Linked DNA regions of Mus musculus: region 1 is linked to region 2. A link is a contact called in public Hi-C data. All regions are on one chromosome and are shown on one strand. The core of a region is the stretch at or near the end of the contact, and the rest is flanking DNA. Distances in the headings are between cores, read along the strand shown.

Region 1 (5,870 bases), core at 2,704-5,203, 520 kb after region 2:
CTGTCCAAAAAGAATCCCTACTGATTGCCACCACACAGATGACCCTGGAAGGCATACCATGTCAAAATACGCCAGGCACAGAAACCAGACATGCTCTCATTTACCTGCAGACCCTAAAATGATAACTACAGACAGTGTTTCCTAGGGCGTGGCAGCCAGGGTAATGCATTGGTGTTGGTTAAATTGGTATAAAGTTCTAGCTAGATAAAAGGAATAAATATGAGTTCACTGTGATTGATGTGCTCACTAGAGACTTTTTCTATCTTTCTACCCTGTATACAATGTCACTATGTTTACTGCCTCTTCAGTAAATAAACAAATGGATATGAAAATATTTTATTTTTGCACTTAGCACTCTCTTTTGGTACGCACCTGAATGAAAATAGGCCATGTAGTGACCTGAATCTGGTGAAGACAAATCCCATATGGTGCTCGCCATCAGGACCCAAAGCGGCTCTGCTCAGGCAGCACACAGCACCCTGCCAAGACACTGAGCCTGAGCACGCTGTACCGTGGACCTGGTGGGGAGCCTCCGTCATTAGGACAGCCTTTCATACTCTGGAGCTTCCCCTAGTTCTGTCTTCTTCTGGAGGTGGGAGACCTCTTATTATAGCTGCCATTGCTTTGCTGTGAAGGTTATCAAGTTCACGTTGCTCTCTGTCTCAGAGACTTCAGTCATGGCTGGTGTTCATCTCTAGACCATTTCCATTTCCTCTGCATCACTCTCAGAAGTTGGAAACATCTCCCTTGCTTTTTGGACAAAACTCAGCATTATATAGTCAATGATCTCATCTATTAGCTAGGATCAGGTGATTTCTAATTTTGGTATAACCCCTCCTCCCTATAAATATTTCATATTCTTTGAATATATTCTTTAAAGGGCAGTTGTAAACATTTATAAGTTATAAATAGTATATCATGAAGCACAGCTGGTATCATCTACTTTTCCAAATTAAAGCCTTTCTAAACCTCATCTGGAGGAGAAAAACTGCATACTGCATATTGTTACACAACCGTCCCTCTGTCACCGTGCTGCCATCGGACTGATGTGACCAACTGCAAGAGCAGGGGCTGCCACCAAGCATGTTCTGCCCTTGAGAAGTATAAAATGTCATCTCAGAATCTATTATTGACACATTCACTTACCAGGCAAAACATAGGAATGGACGGAGAGCTGGAAGCTGCGTCAGACATTGAAAGGCCAGCGTGTGATTCATCTCAGACAGATAGCTGTGTTTTATTCTTCATAATCTTTTAAGTAAAAGCATGCTAAAATCCGTAAGTAATCTTCACAGGATCTAAACACAAATTTAAGAATACAACTTAAACATTGTTTTATTTTCTTTAATACTTAGCAAAACAAAACAAAATTGGTGCTTTTATATCACTAATAGGAAAAATAAATTGCACAGGATTGAAATAGTAACCAGGGGCAAAATATATTTGTAGCTTTGTGCATCAATGCTGAAATTTTTTTCCCTTTTATAGGGCATCAAGCAGCTCAGGAAAACCTGATGTTCCTTGTTCCCTGTACATGAAAGAGCTACAAGGTTTCATTGCCAGAGTTATGAATGACTACTTTAAACACTTTGAATGCTTGGATTTTGTTTTTGACAACACTGAAGCTATTGCCCAAAGAGCCATTGAACTTTTTATCCGCAATGCCAGTCTCATAAGACCTCTTGGTGAAGGTGGGAAACTGCGACTTGCTGCTGATTTTGCACAGGTAAATTGATGCATTGTTCCAAGGGAACTAATGTTTGAGCCTCACTGTTATGTATTAAGTAAACATCAGTGTCTTAACTATTCATGTAGCTAAAGAGAAAAGAAAACCCACCTGAAACTAATTCACTACAAAAAAGAGTTTTAAAATATTGTACCAAATACTATTTTGTTTTTCTTTCTTTCTTTCTTTCTCTTTCTTTCTTTCTTTCTTTCTTTCTTCCTTTCTTTCTTTCTTTCTTTCTTTCTTTCTTTCTTTCTTTCTTTCTTTCTTTCTTTCTTTCTCTCTCTCTCTCTCTCTCTCTCTCTCTCTCTCTTTCTTTCTTTCTTTCTCTCTTTCTTTTTTTCTTTTTTTTAATTTCTGGAAGCTTTTAATTTATTCCCTCCCAAAAGACCAACTGCAATCAAAGGGGGTGAAAGGTCAAGATCTTATTGTCTTCATAACAAAATTGGCTTAAAACTGGATCACTTGGCCCTTTCTCTTCTTGTCGCTTCCCAGTTCAAAATGCTTGCATCTCTTAACAGCCAGCATCCTCTTAGATCTGCAGTTGGGCTCAACACACTCCAGTCTCAGCACAATCTTCTTTGTAGTTTTAGCCTTTTTGCGGAAAATAGGCTTGGTCTGCCCACCGTAGCCACTCTGTTTCCTGTCATAGCGCCGCTTTCCCTGGGCATACAAAGAACCCTGCCCTTCTTGTACTGTGTCACCTTGTGGGGTGGGTGCTTCCCACATTTCTTGCAGAATATCCAGCAGGTCTTAGGCACATTCACTATGTTCAAAGGAGCGCTATCAGCTCACACACACACACACACACACACACACACAAATGCTGTTTTTCTTTTTAACAAAATTAAAAATCATCTTTGATTGTTCAAGATTAAGGCAAAGTATCTTATGTCACAATAAAGCAACACTTTGTATTATTTCTATTTTCTCATCTCCCTAAAGCCAATAATAATCATTGGTTTACTTGGCTCAAAATAATGTACGCAATGAGCTGATGTTGTAAACAGCAGGAATGGAGCCATGGAGCCGCGTGCTATCCTGAGAAGAACAACCCTAGCCCGGATAGTGAGCAGTGAGCGTCTGTGTTCAGTGAGAGACAGGCAGGGTGCCTGAAGATACTGCCTGATTATATGGGTTCTTCACTAAGTGCAGTACTGTTTTGCCCCTGTGGCTAGCCTTAAAATTACCTGCAACTACCCGAGTCTTCCTCCTACCCCTTCAGGAATCAGAAGCAGAGAAAAGGCCCTAAGCACCCAGTGTCTTCAGAAGCAGATGACTCAGGGGTGAATCCAGTTCTTAACCCTTTCAAAGCTGTTAGCTTTACTAATCTCAGTAGTCATTCATGGGAGTCTCCATTGCAGTCTGCCCGGTCGTCCTTGGACATACAGATAATTACTCCTGTCAGCACTGAGTCCCTGTGTGTCTGAGAGCATGCCCTGGGCCTCCTGCTCAGGGTCATGGCTGCCAGGTGCTCCCACCCTGCAGCATACTTAAGGCCCAAACCTGGCTTTCAAAAGCTCCTTGCTTGTAATTGATCAAGCAGTTATTTTCATTCCGCAAATGAGGCTGTGAAACTACACAAAATAAACCTTCCTTTGGAAAAGATACCTTTAATAGGTACATGTGAGAAAAGAAATTAAATGCTCCCATTCAAATGGTTTAACCTTGTCCATTTTTGTCACCTTCCTTCTCTCTGAATAATGACTTATGGAGGCAGTTGTGTCCGTGTGTCCAAGGACCTGTCTTACTCCTTAAAAATATCTCTGATAGGTCTGTCTCCTGGCCCTCTCCTAGGTTTTGTTTGTCTCCTCTCCTCCTCCTCTGCGGCTCCCTCCCCCACCAGCTTATTTGCATTCTTCTCCAGCTGGTCCTTGAGTCACTTTCCTGGAGGCAGCACTTCAAGTCCAATTAGAATGGCAGCTGAGCAGGAGATGGCCAGAGTGAGTGCCATAGGAGAGGGAGGCTTGCTTATTGTAATGATGTGTTCTCTTGAAAGATGGCAGCCCCCCACTGCAGCTAACCCTGGCTCACAGTGCACAGCCTCCAGTGGTGGGGTGAGCTGCAGCACTCAGAATTGTATCTCCATCCCCCACCCCCTTTCTTTTTAAAGACATAGTACCTTCTGAAGCCATTTCCTCCTCAGGATAAATGAAACTCTGTTACTTATGTTTGACAGATTCTTGTGTTTAGAAATGGTGTTTTCTCTGTGCTGAGTGGACTTTATAGCAGTGCTGTAGGGTTTAGTTGTGGAGGCTCAGCCCCTGCACCTACCCTTGGTTTGCTGCTCCACAGTGTGACCCAGTTTAACAAGATCCTACCATTCCTCTTAGCCTGGCTCAGGAAAGACACGTTGAAGCGTGGCGTTTGCGTCCAGTAGTATTAGCAAACCCTTCCCGGGTGTTAGGTCAGAATCAGGACTCCACTGTTTTTCTAATTAAACTTTGAACTGGGGTTTTGATTTCACTAGATCAAAACTGTAATTGTGTGTGAACCCCAGCTTTCAGAGTCCCGTTTGGTTGGAAATGTTTTGTCTGGATTAGTCAAAACTCTCAAATAACATTTCCCTGAAATGTGTCTGCTTCACAGGCAGCCATTGGGGACCAGAGCCTTTTAACTGGCGAGTAACTGAAAGGTCTGTCGATTTGTAATCACAATTAAACCAGGCCACTGAGGTTACTGGGCTCCAAAGCACAGGGTTCTCTGTGTCTTTGCAAAGGGTTCCTGTGATGAAAGTCCCTGCTGTTTGGCTGAAAGCAGAGCTCAAGAAAAGGCCAACAGAAGGAATTTGGGTAGATTTTGACATGAAGTTTAGCAGTAAAGACAATAAGTGAAGCGTCATAAGGACTCTTGAAACAATCCTGACCTCCACAGGGCGCCAGTGCAGAGAAAAGGTAGTTGCAGGCTGCCATCTGGAGGGCTCTTACTGAGGGAAGTGCGCGGCATAGGTCCCCTAAGAATTAGGTCATGAGCATGAGGTGGCTTCCTACAGGTAATTAATTTCCTGCTGGGACCACATTGCCTCTTTGTCTACACTAATCACACAGCAGTTCAAAAAGCCCTGAGCTTGTCCACGCCCGCAGGGTTCTGCCTAGTCCCACTCAGGGCAGACATGCCCACTGTCTGCTGAAGCGCCATCCCCCTGTGCCTCACTCAGCTCTCTTTTTTCCTCCGAGGAAAAGAACAGATATTGAAGTTGGAATTAAATCCTTTACTGATGCTCCTAGCAGTTTCTATTCATACATTTTCTGGTGCCCTTTAAGGATACATTTTTATCTTTCCCACACTGCCTCAAAAGTGTGAGTTAGGAAGGAAAGCAAACCACTGTTGGTTCTGACTCCTCTTGCCTTTTTTCTCTTGTCCATTGTCAGTGTACGAACACCCCTGAAACATGTAGGTGTGTCCGGTGGCTGACCACGTGCCTGGTGGGTACTGAGTAGCAGCCAGGTGGGGCAGCAGCCCAGAGGCCTACCACCGTGTGTCCATCTGTAACCCCGCAGACTCCTCCAGCACAGAACTCCGCCTTCAAGCATGGACTTCAGTGTTTAAAGGGAAATGACTTTTCAGTCCCTCGGGGGTCATTATAGATTAAAAATTTATCTGAAAGATTTAGCCTTTGAAATCTGTCTGTGTCATCACAGAGCTCACAGTCATTTGAGGCGATAATCTTTCATACAGGAACTTTTCCATAGCTATTTAATTGTTTTAACATTTAGTCTTACTCCAGGCTAGGTCAAAGGCTGTTTGGGTTGATCTTTGAATGAATCACAAGGGTAATAGGAAGAAAAAGATGACCAAAATATGTCATAGAAATTACATCACAGAATATGTGCTTGGAAACCCGTATATGCACACCACAGTTATTGGTGGGATAGACTTAGCCAATCAGAAGCTTGTGCCGATTACGTAGTTACTTGTGTTCAGTGCAGAGCAACTGTTCGATTCTGATGGAGACCAGAACTCCCAACAAGGCCCGAAGACTAGCCCATCAGCCCTGACCTGGGTTTGAGAACAGTGGTCCCCAGCTGTTCTTATCTTGTCAGCAAGAACACTGGCATTTTCTTCTTTAAATTTTTATTTCTTTAGCCTTTGTATTTTAGAGTTTTCTAATCATGTAAGATTTTCCCCTTAAGACTTAGTGTTT
Region 2 (5,709 bases), core at 2,939-5,438:
CTATTTGAAGCTCTTGAGCCTGATAAGTGATTAATGCCAACATCATAGCCAGGGTTTCAGCTTCCAAGCACGGCCATTTTTTTTTTTTTTTTTTTTTTTTTTTTTTTGTGGAATTTGAAGCAACACAATTACACTGTTGGTCGGCTCAATCAATTGAAAGAGCCAATCTGACTACCCCCTCAGCAAAGCGGAGATAAGAGGAGCTGGGGAACTGAAGTGTGTCTCTCATGCCATTTCCTGCCAGCTTAAGAAGGATTGCCTCTTCACAGTCTTTGTCCTGGCAGAATTAAAGCTCTCCAAGTGGAAAAGGCACTTGAGGGTAAATACCTTGAAAATGTGTGTGATTTTCCCCATTCACTATGCTTCATCTGATGTTCCAGTGAAGTGGTTCTCCCTAGCCACCGAGACACTGCAAGGAAAAATGAAGTTAAATTGATCAAAACATTAGGGTCACATAAGTAAATAAATGGATGTTGAGACTGGAAGATCATTGTTATGCACAGGATTAATGGAACTAGAGATAATGTAGAAAAATGGAAGTCTCAGAAAAACTATAGGAGGCTGGAAGAGACGGCTCAGTGATTGAGAGTACTTGCTGCTCCTGCAAAGCATCCCATTTCCAGCACCAGCATGGCAGACAACGACTGTCTGTAACTCTAGTTCCAGAGGATCTGACATTCTGATCTCTGTGGACATGCCATGCGCTTGGTACCCATACATGGATGCATGCAAAATGCTCATACAAATGATGGTGGCGGTGATGATGGTGATGGTGATCATTTCTAAAGGAGAAAAGTTATTATGTTCTTGACATGACAGGGTTTAAAGAGGAACAAAGGAGCATGTTTGAAAGGTAACTAGATGTAACTGGATGTAACTGGATGTAACTAGATTAAATGGAGGCAATGTCAGAGCTATAACTACTGTAGAAACACCACTATTCTTGGGGCTATTAAGTGGGTTTTCTAATGTAGAACTTCTGAATGACCGGTCTTAATGAAAGTGGGGGTTTGGATTGCAGGTGACTGCCACGATGCCCAGACCTTTATGTGGGTGTTAAGACCCAAATTCAGTTCCTCATGCTTGCTCAGCAAGGACTTCACCAAGTGTTCCATTTCACCCAGTCCCTTTGATGTCTATGTCTCTGAAGGAATTTCCTTAGAATGTCTAACTAAATATATTCCTATTTAATTATTTTCTGTAAGTGCACTAGCCAATTATTTATTTTTTAATTTTTAAAGGTGTACTCATCATACTTTATATGAGTAGATGTCTTCCCTGCATGTGTATATATGTGCACCGTGCCTGTTAGACTCCCTGCAACTGGAGTTATGAATGGTTGTAAGCCACCCTATGGGTGCTGGGACTTAAACAAGAGCAATAAGTACTCTGAGCCTCTGAAATATCTCTCCAGCCCTGCCAATTCATTTTTTAGCTTATCTTTTTGCTTCGTTTTGTAGGTTGGTTGGTTTATTTATTTATTTAGAGATGGAGGCTTACTATGTAGCCATAGCTGGTCTGTTTACTACATAGAACAGGCTGGCCTCAGATCTGAGTAGTCTACTTGCCTCTGTCTTTCAAATGCTGGGATCACAGGTGTGAGCCAGCATGCCTTTTTTTTTTTTTTTTTTTTTTTTTTTTTTTTTTTTGTCCTTTGAGTTTGTCTTTTAAGAAGGCAATTATAACCTGCCCGGAAACAATGAAGTTCTAACCCACAGTAGTAAGTAACAGAGTAGCATGTAGTAGCCACGGTGTGTACAGTACTACACAGAATGTTGGGAAGAATTTGCAATTTTGTTGCTCTTTTTACTCTTTGGAGAGTAATTTAAAATATACTTCAAAGAGACAAACTAGCATAATGGTCCCCCTGCACCTCTTGTCCAGTGTCAACAATGACTACATTGTGGCCAGTATTTCTTCAACTTGTCACTTTTGGGTGAAATTCCAGTCATCAAACCCTTCGTCCATAAGTAGTTCAGGATACAACTACAAAGAGGAGAGTTTTGAACCAGACATTAAAAAAATGAATTTAATAAGGCATTGTGTAAATTTTAAGATTTGTTTTATAATAACATTACAATGTTCTTCAAATATACCAAGCAGTGTCTTCACAAGCCACAGAGGTGAGAGTGCCATCCAGTACTTAATGGCTGAAGAAAGCTTGGGATGTAAGAGAATCTTCTCCATTTGTGTTCTTTTAAAGAAGTGGAAAATACACAGAAACAGAAACATGAATACTTGCAGTGTGTAGCTGACTGCCATGAAAGGTGGAGAAAACCCTGTGAGGGACATCGGTAAGATGATCCACAGTAACCCCATGAAAATTTCCTAGGCTCTGTAATGCATCAAAATTCCAAAAAGAAAGTCACTTCAAGAGCCTGTGAAAGAAGACTGCCAGAAACGTCAAGGGCTCACAAACGCCCAGCGTCCTTTTTGTTTATATGGTTGTGATATAATATAACCAGCAGAGGGCAGCAGTGCAGCAGTAACAGCAGCATCTGTGTAACCCTGGCTCCGCCCAGTATCAATCCCGCCTTCATTCCTGACAGCTCACACCGGTCATCAGGCCTTTCTCCTCTGACCACTCCAAAGGTGAGTTTGGAAGCACAGAGGAGTAAAGGTGTCTCAAGGATACTGTTTCTCAAAGGATGTCTCATCCCACCCTCCAGTGGATTGTGGTTGAAAACTCAGTTAAAATGATAGGTTTTGCTGTCTCAGAAATGTTGATTACATGTTAAAATAATAACATTGTATTTAATTGGTTAAAAAAAAATCAATCTCTCTCTTGCACACATGCACACACACACACACACACATCTTGCTGTGTAGCCTTCTCATAATCCTCCTGCCTAAGCCTCCCAAACGCTGTGTAGTGATTACATGTGTGAAAACACACCCAAGACCCCGTTCCTTTTTTACTTTTTAAAAAAACACATGACTGTTAGAATATAATTTATATATGTTGCCTTTATCTGTCTGCACGTCAGTGGCTATCAATTTATCTGTATTGGACATCTCTGCTCTGAAAACTACGGATGAGGTAGGCTGACTTCTTGACAGGCTTCAAATTGGCAGTTCAGGAGACTAGGCCTAAATCTTTGTTACTACGAACTGGGCAAGTCTGGGCAAGTCCAGGCCCTGCCCCCTGGCCTGAGGCAAGGACAAAGGGTCAGCCGCAGTTTCCAGACTTCCTCAGCAACAGTTTCCAGTCCCCCACCCCCACCCCAGCAATGGGTTCTGGAATGTCTCTAGAGATAGAGCCAACGATTAAGATAGAGGTCACCTACCCCTCCCCAGAATTCCCCTAATATGCTTTAAGTCTGGACTGGAAGCTTACTGGGGCACCTCCATCATGGTAGATGGTAGACCCCAGCATGCAGATGTCTGCAGAATAAAACACTCTCTGCTTTTGCATACTATTTGAGTCTGGGGTATGATTCTTTGGTGAGTCATGGACCCTTACATGGGTAGGGCTTGATACTCAAGCGTGGCCACAGTCGTTAGTTCACAGACTTACATCACAGGAAGGAGGGGGGAGGAGAAGGAAGAGGAGGAGGAGGAGGGAGAGGAGAAGGAGGAGGAGGAGAAAGAGATGAAGACTTTAGATGCTCAAGTGGACACAGAGATAAGACATTGCACTGTTTTACTCCAAGTACATTAGAATAGATCAAATAAAAAGGAATTTAGAGCCAATCAAAATAAAGAAGCAGCTTCGGAATGACTCAGAGTCCTCAAGGAAGCCATGCTTGTGCTTGGCTCTACCCCTGCATGCTTCAGGTCTAACTAGCTAACATATATTGTTTTGCACACAAAAAAATTGGGGGGTGGGGGTGGGCGTGGAATCTCTATTAGCTGCAACAAAAAGACTTCTGACTAGTACACCTTGGCATTGATGGAGTGGCAAACAAATAGTTAAAAACAGAGGGAGCGAGGCTGGGAAACAAATAGTTAAAAACAGGAAGCGAGGCTGGGAAACAAATAGTTAAAAACAGAGGGAGCGAGGCTAGGAAAGAAATAGTTAAAAACAGAGGAAGCGAGGCTGGGAAAGAAATAGTTAAAAACAGAGGAAGCGAGGCTGGGAAACAAATAGTTAAAAACAGAGGCAGCAAGGCTGGGAAAAGGCTTAGCTGGTAAAGGGCTTGCCCGGCAGGCGTGGGGACCTCAGTTTCAATCTCCAGCATCCTTGTAAATAAACCTCACTACCGCAGCACACACCGTAATCCCAGCATAGGGAGGTAGAGGGAGCTCCCTGTCCCGCCAAAATAAGCAAAACAAACGAGTTGTAGGTTCAGCGAGAGATTCCCGTCCCTTCCTGAAGAAGACATTTGACACCAACCTCTGGCTTCCCTATACACCCCCCCACACACATGCGCCTGCATACACACATGCATAAATAAGGAAATTACTGTTCAAATGGATGAAAGCTAAGTGGCAAGGATACATTAACATGCTATTTGGTGATAAATAGATCAGCTAAGGTTTGCTCAAAGAAAGAAGCGGGCATCCTGTGGTTGTTTGATTGTCTTGGGTAGCCCTGGAATGTTCGCTCTGCCTGTTTCTCTGGCTTGGGATCAACAAGAAAGAGTATTTCCTTATCTCTTTCCCTCAAGAGGATTGCTTTTCAGAGTTTCTCTTATCTTAAAAGGATGAATTCTTGAAGTACCTAAATCAGAGTGTTGAGTGTTTGAACTATATTAACATCTATGAAATCGGAGAAGAGACTGTGCGACCATTCGACCATTCGACCACGCAAGGTAAAGGTCAGTGCTTGAGGCACTAGGGAGTAAATAAGAGAAAACTGAGCATGTTCTCAGCTTCCTGGCTCGGGATCCTTAGACTTAGGAAAGACTAGAAGAGTCGACACAGTGGGGGCAGGTGTCTGGGTTGAGGCTCACAAGCCGTTTGTGTATTCTCTTAGTGGATGAGGGTACTCCCAAAGCGTCTCTTGTCACTTCTTTGTCCTACCCACAATATGACTTCATGAAACCCTCGGGCTCTGGAGCTCACCAGGCAAGAGTCTCCACCTCATCTGCTGTGGATGCACTTCCTGATCTCCCAGAATGCTCAGCCACTGCTCCACTCAAAGCAGCTCCTCCCACAACAGTGGCGTGTTTGGATGCAGGGCCACGAAGCCAGTCTCCTTTGTAGCGAAGCACCCGAAGCGCATTGCTTTGTGGGTATCTGTGTGCGGGAGAATAAGCACGCCACACGGGCAGAGCTCTTTTTCCTCCTCCGTGTACCCATTGCATTCATCTTCCTCCTCCGTTTTCTATTGATAGCCAGTTCTTCTCAAGTTTCTTCAAGCTCAGTGATGGGAATAGTTACCCTTGTCCCTGGTGTACCTTAACCACTGCCCTTATTTCCCACAACTCTTCTCCAAGCCAGCCAGTCCTATGTGTTTTGCCTCCTTGAAACCTGCCCTCTTTCTCAGATGACCACTGGTTTCATACATAAAGCCCTGTCCCCTGAGCTACCTACTGTCTTTTGTTTCCTAATTCTGCCTTCTGAGTGTCAGTCCGCTTTAGTGGGCTTGTCTAATCCTTGTTATGCTGGTTGGGCGGGTTTTTTTTTTGTTGTTGTTTTTTTGTTTTTTGTTTTTTGTTTTTTGTTTTTCTGTCAACTTGACTCAAGGGTCCTATGGGAAGAGGGAACTTGGACTGAGAAAATGTATCCATCAGATTGGCCTGTAGGCAAGTCTGTGGGCATTTT

The links. A called contact is a pair of places that touch in the nucleus more often than the background predicts.
Region 1: a Hi-C map of the N1E-115 cell line shows a contact between it and region 2, with 5 times the contacts expected there. The contact joins two enhancer-like sites. A contact is called at or near these places in 3 of 484 Hi-C or Micro-C datasets (the N1E-115 cell line, cortical neurons and gonadal supporting cells) and 1 of 115 datasets of contacts at active chromatin or transcription factors (embryonic basal ganglia).

Annotation. Positions count from the first base shown.
Region 1 is chr12:31,892,483-31,898,352 of GRCm38.p6, forward strand. It overlaps Cog5 (component of oligomeric golgi complex 5), which reads left to right. Exons shown (of 23, transcript NM_001163126.1): 18 at 1,489-1,726. It also overlaps the pseudogene Gm35666. Among named protein-coding and RNA genes, the nearest start is that of Hbp1, 55 kb to the right of the region's middle. Within about 2 kb of position 3,954, at least 109 of the 459 cell types and tissues checked have an H3K27ac peak or open chromatin away from gene starts, as enhancers often do. A contact at or near this core is called in the N1E-115 cell line, where this site is marked.
Region 2 is chr12:31,372,298-31,378,006 of GRCm38.p6, forward strand. No RefSeq gene overlaps it. Among named protein-coding and RNA genes, the nearest start is that of Dld, 24 kb to the left of the region's middle. Within about 2 kb of position 4,189, at least 52 of the 459 cell types and tissues checked have an H3K27ac peak or open chromatin away from gene starts, as enhancers often do. A contact at or near this core is called in the N1E-115 cell line, where this site is marked.